Linked DNA regions of Danio rerio: region 1 is linked to region 2. Evidence: chromatin contacts called from public HiChIP or PLAC-seq data. All regions are on one chromosome and are shown on one strand. Each heading gives the region's core, a stretch centred on a gene start, on an enhancer-like site or on the middle of the called end of the contact. The rest is flanking DNA. Distances are from core to core; before and after follow the strand shown. Region 1 holds the start of sox11b (SRY-box transcription factor 11b). Region 2 holds the start of rnf144ab (ring finger protein 144ab).

Region 1 (5,447 bases), core at 1,599-4,098, 170 kb before region 2:
CTTTTATTCCAGTCAAAATAAAGCAAATAAGACTTTTTCCAGAAGAAAATAATATTATCAGACATACTGTGAAAATTTCCTTGCTCTATTAAACATTTTATACAAAAATATTTAAAAAGAAAAAAAAATTGGGGGGCTAATAATTCTGACTTTAACTGTTTATATATATATATAAATATAAATATATATAGATTCTGATCGAGTATGAAACTGCATGATCGGGCCCGATTTCTAATCACATGATTGCATCTGGACATCCCTAATCAATATGTGGCTCTTTTTGGATTTTCTGAAGCAACAGAAATTAAAATAAAACAGTAAAACAGAAAATACTTTGGGACAATTGTTTTTGTTTACATTCCTCAAAATGGTCTATACATTTTCTTGCTCTATATTTGAGCATTTTTATAGCTCACTCCTATTTTAAATGATGTTACCCATTTATTTTTTAAGATAAACAAGAATACGTGAGAATTATTATTTGCATATCAGATGAATACACAGGTATTTTCGCCAACATGTCAACCTTTGGTGACTTTAGTTCTTGGGGGGTGTGACATAGTCAGATTTAATAAAAACTATGCAAAGTAACTGAAAAGGCAGCGAAATATCATGATCAATGGCTCTGAGATGGAAAGACATGTGGCTTGTGGCAGACAGCCCTCAGAAGCAGCCAGTCTCAGTGGGAAGACGTGACGGGAGGGAAGGGGGTGGTCTGGTCTGCAGGAGACGCTGCCCGTGAAAATTAATCTTGGGCTATATCTCAATATCTCAATGCAAAACTGCCCTGCAAAATCCCCTCGCTGCATTTCTAATGTGTCACTGCATGAGTCTGAGGTGGGGGAGGAAGTGATGCGTGGGGGCAGGGCAGGACAGATTCAAAGGGGTAAATGATTGCCCTCTAGGGGAAGGAGAAATGAGAGAACTGCAGAGAGGTTTATCAGAGACAGAGCTGGCTGTCAGCCAGAGCCGTGGTTGTAGGGTGGTCTAGAGACTCTGAGAGAGAGAGAGAGGGTTGCTCACCTCCTTGACACAGCAAATCTTTGCACTCCCTCTCCTGTCTGGACACATCATTTTATAAAAAGAAATATGCAAGGTAAATATGTAGGTCGAGACGGCCGGGTTGTATATAACATCATTATTCTATTATGAGCTCAGGCTTTAGAGTAATAACCTACATACATTTTCCTTGCATAATATAGAGGAAGTGGGACAGGGATGTATAATCAACATTAACACTGACAGCACATTGTCAAGATGTAAATCAGTAAAGTCAAGCACGCAGCTCCGGCAGACTCTCTTAAATGCAAAAGGAATCAAAGTGTAAACTAACCGCAAGCTTTTAATGGCAGTGTGTACTGTATATTTTCAACCAACTGCACTTCTTTACAAAAAAAAAATATATATATATATATATATTTTATATATATTTATATATATATATATATATTTGAACACTGAATTAAAACGAACTATTATATCTATAAAGTGTTGCAAAACATTGTTGGTTCAATTTAATTCAATGTTTAAATTATATAAGTGGGCTTTTATGAAGAGTACCTCCATAAAAAGGGATTGATTCCCATACTGTTTGTTGTTATAGAAAATTCAATACTTTAATTCTTTCTAATTTGTGATTTTAAATGAAAATTAAAAATGTTTGTCATCATTTACTCAACCTTGTGTAATTTTTAACTCAAGAAATTTGTTTATTTTCAGAAAACAGATTATGTATTTATATAAATCTGAGAGATTTTTGTCCCATTGGAAGTATATCCACCCAAAATACTTGATGCTTTAAAACAATCAAAAATAAAGTACAAATAAATCCCTATTTAGCCTTTATTCACATATAAACACGGATCAAACTAAACAGCTTCTTTATGAATGTTTTTAAGAATCAGAATTGGGTGAATCTCAGTTCTCATTTCATTAAAATATCTTAATTTGTGTCCTGAAGACAAAAAAAAAGCTCTTTTGTGGGTTTGAAATGATATGAGGTTGAGTAAATACCCTATAAATCAACCCTTTAAATCAGGTATGAGGTAACATCATGACGTATTTATCTTTCAAAATTGATTTTTAGTGTAAAAAAAATATAAAACCATTTTGAGAAATGTTTACAGGACTACAAGAATTACATAATAATCAAAAGCAGCCAGGCAATTTGTAAGTCTATATTTCAAATGCAGATACACTAAATGTTTATCCTCTCACTTTATCTCTATCCCCTCGCTCTGAACGATCCGCTGTTCATTCAATATGCCTGTCTCGCACACGTAATGAAAATCCCACCCACAGGCGTGCTCACAAATGAAATCTTGGGCTGTGTACTGAGGTAGGATGGCAACAAGGCATGTCCGAATCCACTATCTGAACTGCATGCTGTGAACTAAGATGTCAGCTCTTTGAAGAAAACATAGATGTATAATTTACTTTTTTATATTACAATCCCTCATGTGCAAAAACAAATAAATGTTCATTTAAAAAAAAAAAAAAACATAACTCAATTTGCACTACGCAATAAGCCTGGCACTCACTTAATATTTGTTTGGTTAATTATAAAGCTGGCTTAAATTTGTTTTAGATCAGTAAATACATATTATGGTGCCACAGTAGCCTGTCATTTGGTTATAAAGGCACCACTTAAATCATTGACTAGCAGTCTAGTCTACTCCGGCAGCGAAGGGTTAAGAACGTCTAGGCTTTGGTGGGAGGAGACGCGGCACGCTATTGGATAATCATACGTGACGTAATCGACATGAAAAACCAAGGAACTAGTTAAGAAGGCAGTCGGTAACTTTGAAAAGAGGTTTGACTTGGAGTGCGGCAGCTGCTAGAGTCTATCAAGAGGGAAAAGTGTGTTTGAACATGGTGCAGCAGACGGACCACAGCGAGACGGAGAGCAGCGTTTCGCGAGAGACCACAGACACCGAGGAGAGCGAAATGATGGCTTGCAGCCCGGTGCCACCGAAACCGGACTGGTGCAAGACAGCCACCGGCCACATCAAACGACCCATGAATGCGTTTATGGTATGGTCCAAAATCGAGAGGAGAAAAATCATGGAGCAGTCTCCAGACATGCACAACGCAGAGATCTCCAAAAGGCTGGGGAAGCGGTGGAAAATGCTGAAGGACAGCGAAAAGATTCCCTTTATCCGCGAAGCCGAGCGGCTCCGGCTCCAACACATGGCTGACTACCCCGACTACAAATACAGACCCAAGAAAAAACCAAAGCTCGACAGCTCCTCAAAACCAGCAGTGCAGTCGCCGGAGAAGATTAGCAAAAGTGTCAAAGCAGCCGCAGGGAAGAAGTGCGCCAAACTCAAGCCCAGCAAACCGGGGAACATTACCGCCAGAGCATCCACACAAGACTGCAGATTCAACTATGTTTTCACAAACTTAAAAGTGACCAAGTCTATCAAAAGGGAACTTACTGACGACGAAGACGACGACGACGATGATGATGATGACGACGACGAGGAGGATGACTACGAGGACGAGGAGCACATTAGGCTGCACAACGTCCCCGCGAGCCCCACGCTGAGCTCCGCTGCGGAGTCCGAGCATGGCGCGAGCATGTACGAGGAGTCCCGGCACACGAGCGCGACTCACGGCAGCAGACTGTTTTACAACTTCAAGAACATTACCAAGCAGAGCGCAGCTTACCCTGCCTCGGTGTCACCAGCATCTTCTTTCAGGTCAGTCTCCTCTTCGTCCAGCAGCTCCAGCGAGGACTCCGACGACTTGCTGGTGGACTTCAGTTTGAACTTAGCGGCGGGCTCTCACACCGCGGACTTGGGGAACACTTCAGGAAACCTTTGCCTCTCTCTGGTGGATAAAGATTTGGACTCGTTCAGCGAGGGCAGCCTCGGTTCTCACTTCGAGTTCCCGGACTATTGCACTCCCGAGCTCAGTGAGATGATCGCGGGAGACTGGCTGGAGGCGAACTTTTCAGACCTGGTTTTCACTTACTAACTGACAAACTCCTCCATGACCAAGGAGGCATTGCGCATCTTCAGGTTATTTTTTGACTCTGCCTCGGTGGTTGTCCCGGTTTAGACGGAGGAACGTGCGTTACGAGACGCGTAACGTTAAGAAAAAAAGTGACAACATGGTCCAAACATTGACTGTGCTGTGTGTGTATGGCAAGCTCTTTTAACATTTACTCCTTGAAACTGCACGGTATGGTCTTATTTGACCATCACTCAAATGCCAGTGAATGACACACAAGGATTTATTTTATTTCTAGTACTTTAGCGAAAACACTTTATTCCTTTGCTGCTAGTCACTATCACTTATGGCAAGTAACTCTTGTGCTATTAATTTTAACAAATTGTAACATGTTTTCTCAGCTGATTGAAATGTTATTGCTGGCACATTCTCCAATTTTGCCTGTACCTAATACTACTAATAATATTAAGCCATTCCATTTGGTACTAATCTAGTATAGTGACCTGAAGAATTAAATTATAGGGTATTATATAAATAAATTGCTAGTGAATTTGAGACACTAACCACTATTGAATCACTAATAAGTACAAGTCACTTGAAAAAAATTAATGCTAGTTAGTTAGAAAGCAGTAAATGTTAAAGTAGCTTGCCATAATGTGTGGTTATTCTGTGGGGTTGCAGTGAAACTGCTTAAACTGTGGTGGAGCGCAAAATGTAAAATCTGAACTATGCATTCCCATCCCACCCGTATCTCTACAGGGAGCTGGCAAATGGCTGCTTGACTGAATGGAGGCAATTCTGAAACACTGTTCAGGATGGAACTTTTTCTGAGGTCTTATGTAATTTCTGTACGTCACAAATGTTTCTTTTTTTTTCTATCCGGTTCAGTTTCCCTCCAAGTATGGGGATATTTTACGCAGATAACCACTCTAGAACACACAGGTATGGCAGGAAGCATTTTGATACATGACCAACATACCTCATCTTTTTAAAAAAAAAAAAGTAAAATATTTTCTGGCATATTTTTGTACAGTTAAAGGGAATGTTCTTACTGTGCTTTAAGTGAGGTTTCTTCAGGCACTTCAACCCGGTTTCATTTGTAAAAGCATGCAAGAATTAAACTGACAAGTCGACTTGCATTTAAATGCCTGGTTATTATTTTACTCAAGGCAAGTGTACAGCTGTAGATCTGAAGCGTTTCTATAGGGAAAATGTACAATGGAATTGGGGGAACACATGAGCCTCATTTCTGGTACTAGATTGAAGATTGTATATGTTCTGTAATATAGTAAAGCTAGGAGTTTATGTATATCTGTGTGAATGGGTCCCAAATAGCAGGTGTAAAACTGGATTTTGTATTGCTTTATTTTATTTTTTTGTTTAGTTTTTGTTTGTTGTTTTTTTCCATCATAATGGCACATTGTTTTTTTTATTTTATTTTGTGCAATATACTCCCAAAATGGACCATCTGCGTTTTGTAGCAAAGGAAATGA
Region 2 (5,795 bases), core at 119-2,618:
GGGCATGCACTGTGGTCTCATGAGGAAACGCTGCTTTTTGATATAGTGTTTTTCTTGCTCCCGAATACAAATAATTTTTCAAGTATTTGTTCGAATTAAGTATTCGTAAAAACACGCTATTCGTGTCTTTCCGAATACCGTATTCGGGTTCGGCTCCATCCTTAATATATATATATATATATATATATATATATATATATAAAGTAGGTCTAACCGTATATAGTCTTACATTTTTTTATTAGGGGCCTGGGACATCTAAAAGCTTCAAATTATTTATATATGTTGATCATTTCAGGTTTAACTGAAAGATAAAACTTTAATTTCACCTTCACACACATACTGTATATAAATAAAGCTGTTCTCTGGAACTTAACCTCTCCCTCACATCCCATATTTGCACTATTTGTTTATCATCTTACATGTACATACATCTTGTATCTCTCGTTCTACCTCAGAACTGTTTACTTCACCTCACCCCCCTCTCATCTATTGTTTAATATCTACAGTTATTTCTACTGTAACCTGTTTGTATTAAAATGATATATTTACATGTTTGCACTGAGTAGTGAGATGCACTTAAACTCATCACACTTGTGTTTAATGTATTGTACATACTATACATGTACCGTGACAATTAAACGCTTTCTGTTCTTTTCTATTCTATTCTATTCTATTCTATTCTATTCTATTCTATTCTATTTGATTCTATTCGATTCTATTCTATTCTAACAGTCACAATATCAACAACAAATAAAACAGATAAATAATGTCCAAAGTCTGTTTTCTTTGCCAGCAACATATGATGAATGAACAAAGCAATAATTCATCCATTCACGTACTCATTTACTACTAAACTTTTAAATTAGTTTAATTGTACTTATTTACTAATTAATTAACTTTTGTAATAATAATTAACTTCTGATTGATTCAGTCAATGCAATTAACATTATTTCAATTGTAGTTCATTTTTTATGAACTATAACTTCACATTTATAGCACTAAGGATATTTTAGTATTGTAATGCACAGGTCAACTTAGGACATCTATTCTATATGCTTTCTTTCAGACTCTTTGAACACCAGCAGGTGGCGATGTACACTGATCTGCCCATGGGTCGAAGTGTATCTGCCGTGTACTCACAGCAGTGTTGTCGCGTGGTCAGCAGGGGGCGCCGGTGAGCGCTAAATCTGATCTCCCAGAAATAATAACAGTAGATCGGTCGCGTTTCAGCAGCAACCGCGCGCGTCTCCAAGCGCAGTCAAATGGCGCCTCTCCAAACAGCCCGAGCGACCAGTCCGACCAGCTGATGTTAATTAGAGCATAAACCGCTTCTGTAACATAATCACCTCTTAATGTGATGTGATTCTGTGCGCTATGATATCACGATTTATCTGCTGCAAATGCGGACGTACAGGAGGACATTGCGCTCAGTTGTACGTGGAGCTGATGTTATTCCAGTAACGGATTGACTGTTACATACATTCATCCTAAGGTAAGAGATTAATAGAGCGTCATATTTTAGTGATGTTACTTGTTTAAACCAATCCGACGTGGCAGCAGAGATTTGTTTTGGTTAACGTTACGGCTATGCTTGCTTTAGTGAATGTAGCAGACGTTGTCATTTTGTTACACGCAATATGCTGTAACGTTAGATATGTTTTATCTGTTGGGTTATTTCTACATGTTGAGAAGCTTAATTTATACACTTACTCCAAGGAAACTCCCATATACGTTATTATACGTGTCATTTTTATGATGCTGGCTACAGAACAACAGGTTTCCCTATAGGGCTTTTCCCACCAGTGGCTGTAATACAAGTTACTGTATAAGAACACATTAGAGGTTACAACTACTGCTTTTAGTGAACCTACATCTTGTTTACTGACTCCAAGGACACTCTGAAAACACGAAATCATGCGCCTTTCTTTCCCAGGATATGGCTCAGTCAAAACATGACCTTTCTCAGTGTTTGTGGGAGTTGTTCTTAATTGTTTGTTGTATAATGACTGATGGTCTATGGTTAAATCATGTACAGAAAATATTTTCCAAATTGATTGTTTGCTCGGAAGTTTGATGAATTATTTGATAAATGTGAAATGACCCTTTTTAATAAACCCATTGACAGTAAAGCCTATCTATCTATCTATCTATCTATCTATCTATCTATCTATCTATCTATCTATCTATCTATCTATCTATCTATCTATCTATCTATCTATCTATCTATCTATTTATTTGTCTGTCTGTCTGTCTGTCTAATTCTATAGTTGGGTCTTTTAATAGATTTTGTTAGTAAAATATTGTTGTGTATTTTATTTTAGTATTTGCATGTCTTTATTTGATTCATATTTTTAATTACATTTTATTAGAAACTTTTGTTTTAGTACTATATTTATATTTATCTTGATTCATTCAGTTTTCAAATTCAATTTTATCATATTCATCCTGATGACAGACATTATGTTGCAGTAATCTCAGAAAAAGTTTGTTCCTTTGTACAATTTGGCTGGGCATTTTGGCTCTTTATTGAAACATTGAGTGTTTTGGGGGCCTGGATTTTCAAAGTTTTTGAAAATATTACTGTTATTGTCAAGTTCAAAAACACGAATTTGTTAAAACTTACAAGCGTACATATCATGCCTTCTGTCTATTCCATGGTGTCCACGGGGTCTTAAAGTCTTAAAATGTCAAAAATCTAATTTTAGGCCTTTTTACTGAAATATTGTGTTGAAATATTGTGTCTTAATTCACTTTAAACGGGTCTTAATTTCTAAATCTAAAGCTGAATAAAATAAATCTCAGCTAGTCAGCTTAATTTTCTTACATCCATGTAAAGCTACCCAATTGGACTAACACCTATCTAATCACTTATATTCCATCTCAATTAAAGTTTTTGCACAAGTTTATTTGTTAACTTTATTTGCCAATATGGTTTAATTATCTTAACACTTGTTTTTAATGGTTATTTAAATGTTTTAACTGGGCCAATAGAAAAAATCATTTGCATATAGCCTTGTGTAAGTCTGAAATTTCTTTCATAATGGTGTGAAAAAGGTCTTAAAGTCTTAAATTTGACTTGATGAAACCCTATATTCACATTCACATGTTCATGACAACTAAAATGACAATTAGTGAACTTTTGTTGTGTTTTTAGAGTTTCTTTTTAAGTGGTATGCACCAACTGCCTGTCCGACATGCGTAATACAATGCTTTTAGTTGTTTTAGCAGATCTATGTAAACGCAAAGCTTGATGACAGTATTGTCATGTATGTACAAACTTTTGCTAAAACTAAAAGGAACAAATACATTATTGTTTATTAGTCATGGGCCGATAAAAGATTCTGACGGTATGATAATCTTGGATAAAAATATCACAATTCTACGGTATTGTGATTACTGCTCTAAAATATGTGCTTTTTAAATGTCTGGGTAAAAAACAAAAAATTATTTTGAACACGATATATTTTAATTTGGGAAACATTCACAATATTCTGAAGCAGTAAACATGTCAGGCTAAATAATTCAAATGAATCCTTGTCTTCTGCACTCTTTATTGTCTTTAAAAACAGATTTATTTACAATTTAAAACAGCATATGTGGATATAATTTTAGGCTGGAGATACTGTTGTCCTAAAACACAAAAAAAATGTAAAAAATCTTACATGTACCATATGAACGGTATAACAGAAATGTTGACAGTTTTAAAACCTTGACTTTTTCAAACCACGGTAAACCTTAAAAACGGTTTTCGTCCAATCCTGCCTCTAGTCATAAGAGTGTTTTAAATCCTTCCTAAAGAATTCTTCATATTTCCAAAGTCTGACAATGTCCTGTATTTTTAAATAGTCATCAGTGGACTGTAGAAGAGCATGCCCGAGTTGGATAGGTGCCCTCTTCATCTGTATAGACTGCTGCAAAGCCTCTCAGCTTAGTATGACTCGACTAGCAGCCACAGCTCTGGCATTTGATCTGTGGCCAATCTGAGGTGACCCAGATCATGCTTGATTAAAGCATTTAACTCTAGAGCCAGTGTAACCTGACCTTTTGATTGTCAGCCAGTTAGGATTTGTATCTCCGCAGCAAAAGTTGAATGAAGTTGAAACTCTTAATTAATGTAAATGTTGTAACATAAATGATAGAATTTTAAAAAAATAAGCTCTTTAAGCTCCTAAAACTGCTCTTTCACATGATTTTTAAAACTTACCAAGTATTTAGAAAACCATTACTGAAACTGAAAAAATGAGGATTTATATTAGAATTAATGTTTTTAAAGGAACTCTCCACCTTTTACATTTCCCCTAGAGCTGAACAGCTAAGTTTTAAAATTGTTGAATACATTCAGCCAATTACTGTATTATACCCAATGTACAGAAGAGTCTGGCCTTAAATATCAAAATTATCAGAACGTTTTGTTTATTTTTAAGCAAGATGCTAATGGTCTAATCCAGTTCAATTATCAATGCTAAGCTAAGCTAACAGTGAACCTTCCAGACCCGGAGATTGGCTGAATGTATTAAATGGTAAAAGTCAACCTTTTAACTCTAAGGGACTTGTAAAAAAAATGTCTAAGAGGTTCTTTTAACCTAAAGACATGCAGATAAAAAGAGAGGAAGTTGACTGAAGCAAGTGTGACATTTAAAGAAATGCGCGAAGAATGAAAAGGGGCATCAGTGTCCTCTGTAGTACAGCTGGTCAGTGCTGAATGTCCCTTTCATGAAATGCACAGGGACTTCCCATGTCCGGAACAAACTGTGCCTGCCAGCTTTTAGTCTTCCTGCTCTATACGCGCGCAAGCACTTTAAATATTACGTCAAGGCTTCGTTGATGTCTCGGCACAGATAGGTAAATTGTTACTGAAGCCAGAATAAATTAGCCTACTAACGCGTCCTTTATGAATTTTCAGAGGCGTGATCAGCAAGCTTTTTAGCATCTTCAGTCTGCTGACAAGAGGCTGAGGAGTGACTCACTGCATGCTGATCAACACATTGTGAGGGGTATTGATGTATAGTGGAGCATATTATAAACCTTCATTTCAGGCCCAGATGGATGTAAGCATCTCTTCAAGTCTAATTTCTCATACTCTATGTTTGAAAACTAAATGTATGATTAATTTAATCCACAGACTGGCTTCTTGTCAACATGTATCAAATCAGCTTTTTAACATCTTGGTACATTTTCAGTGGATTACTTAATCACTAAAGTCATAAAATGTAGGTTTGAAATTATGGGAAGGCTTTGTCATCGAGTTCTAACGAAAAGTGTAAATTTGCACTTAGTATATTTCTTATTTTATGATTTTCTGCAATAGTAAGATGTGTTTGTATCCATCTTATTGTAATTAAAAGTAGAATTTGCTTAGTATTTTATGCAGAAATGCAGATTTTTTTTTTCCTGAAGTATACTATTTTCCATAGTTTAATTTAGGTTTTGTTGTTGTTGTTCCACAAATCATTCACCAGAATGTGTTAGAGTAGATCCATGATTTCCCAAATATTTTCCCAATGCATTGTGATTTAATTGTGAACACATAACAGAAATATAATGCCCACCATCACCAGTTTCAGCTTCCAATGTTTCTAAAACAACCCTAAACGCAAAACACAACAGCATGAGTTTTATCACACAAGTTTGAGTCAGATTCTAACAATGCAGAGCTAATTTGGCAAATGCAATTTGAGCAAAGTCTTTCACAGTGGTACATTTTTTTTTAAAATATTTTGTAACTCCTTAGAAGTCATGGAAACAGCACAATGGTTCCCTGAAGCCTAGCCTACTTTTCTTCCTACTATATGGGC

Evidence for each region. HiChIP or PLAC-seq counts read pairs in DNA pulled down with a chosen protein or histone mark.
Region 1: a contact with region 2 is called in an H3K4me3 HiChIP or PLAC-seq map of gastrula embryo, with 3 times the contacts expected there. The contact joins the promoter of sox11b here to the promoter of rnf144ab in region 2. A contact is called at or near these places in 1 of 18 Hi-C or Micro-C datasets (an unstated tissue) and 1 of 4 datasets of contacts at active chromatin or transcription factors (gastrula embryo).

The regions. Positions count from the first base shown.
Region 1 is chr20:32,807,854-32,813,300 of GRCz12tu, reverse strand. It overlaps sox11b (SRY-box transcription factor 11b), which reads left to right and starts at 2,848. Exons shown (of 1, transcript NM_131337.1): 1 at 2,848-5,447. The coding sequence starts at 2,872. The coding sequence ends at 3,978. All of the region lies in intron 3 of LOC137488661 (a long non-coding RNA gene), which reads left to right.
Region 2 is chr20:32,635,022-32,640,816 of GRCz12tu, reverse strand. It overlaps rnf144ab (ring finger protein 144ab), which reads left to right and starts at 1,368. Exons shown (of 8, transcript NM_001002727.1): 1 at 1,368-1,492.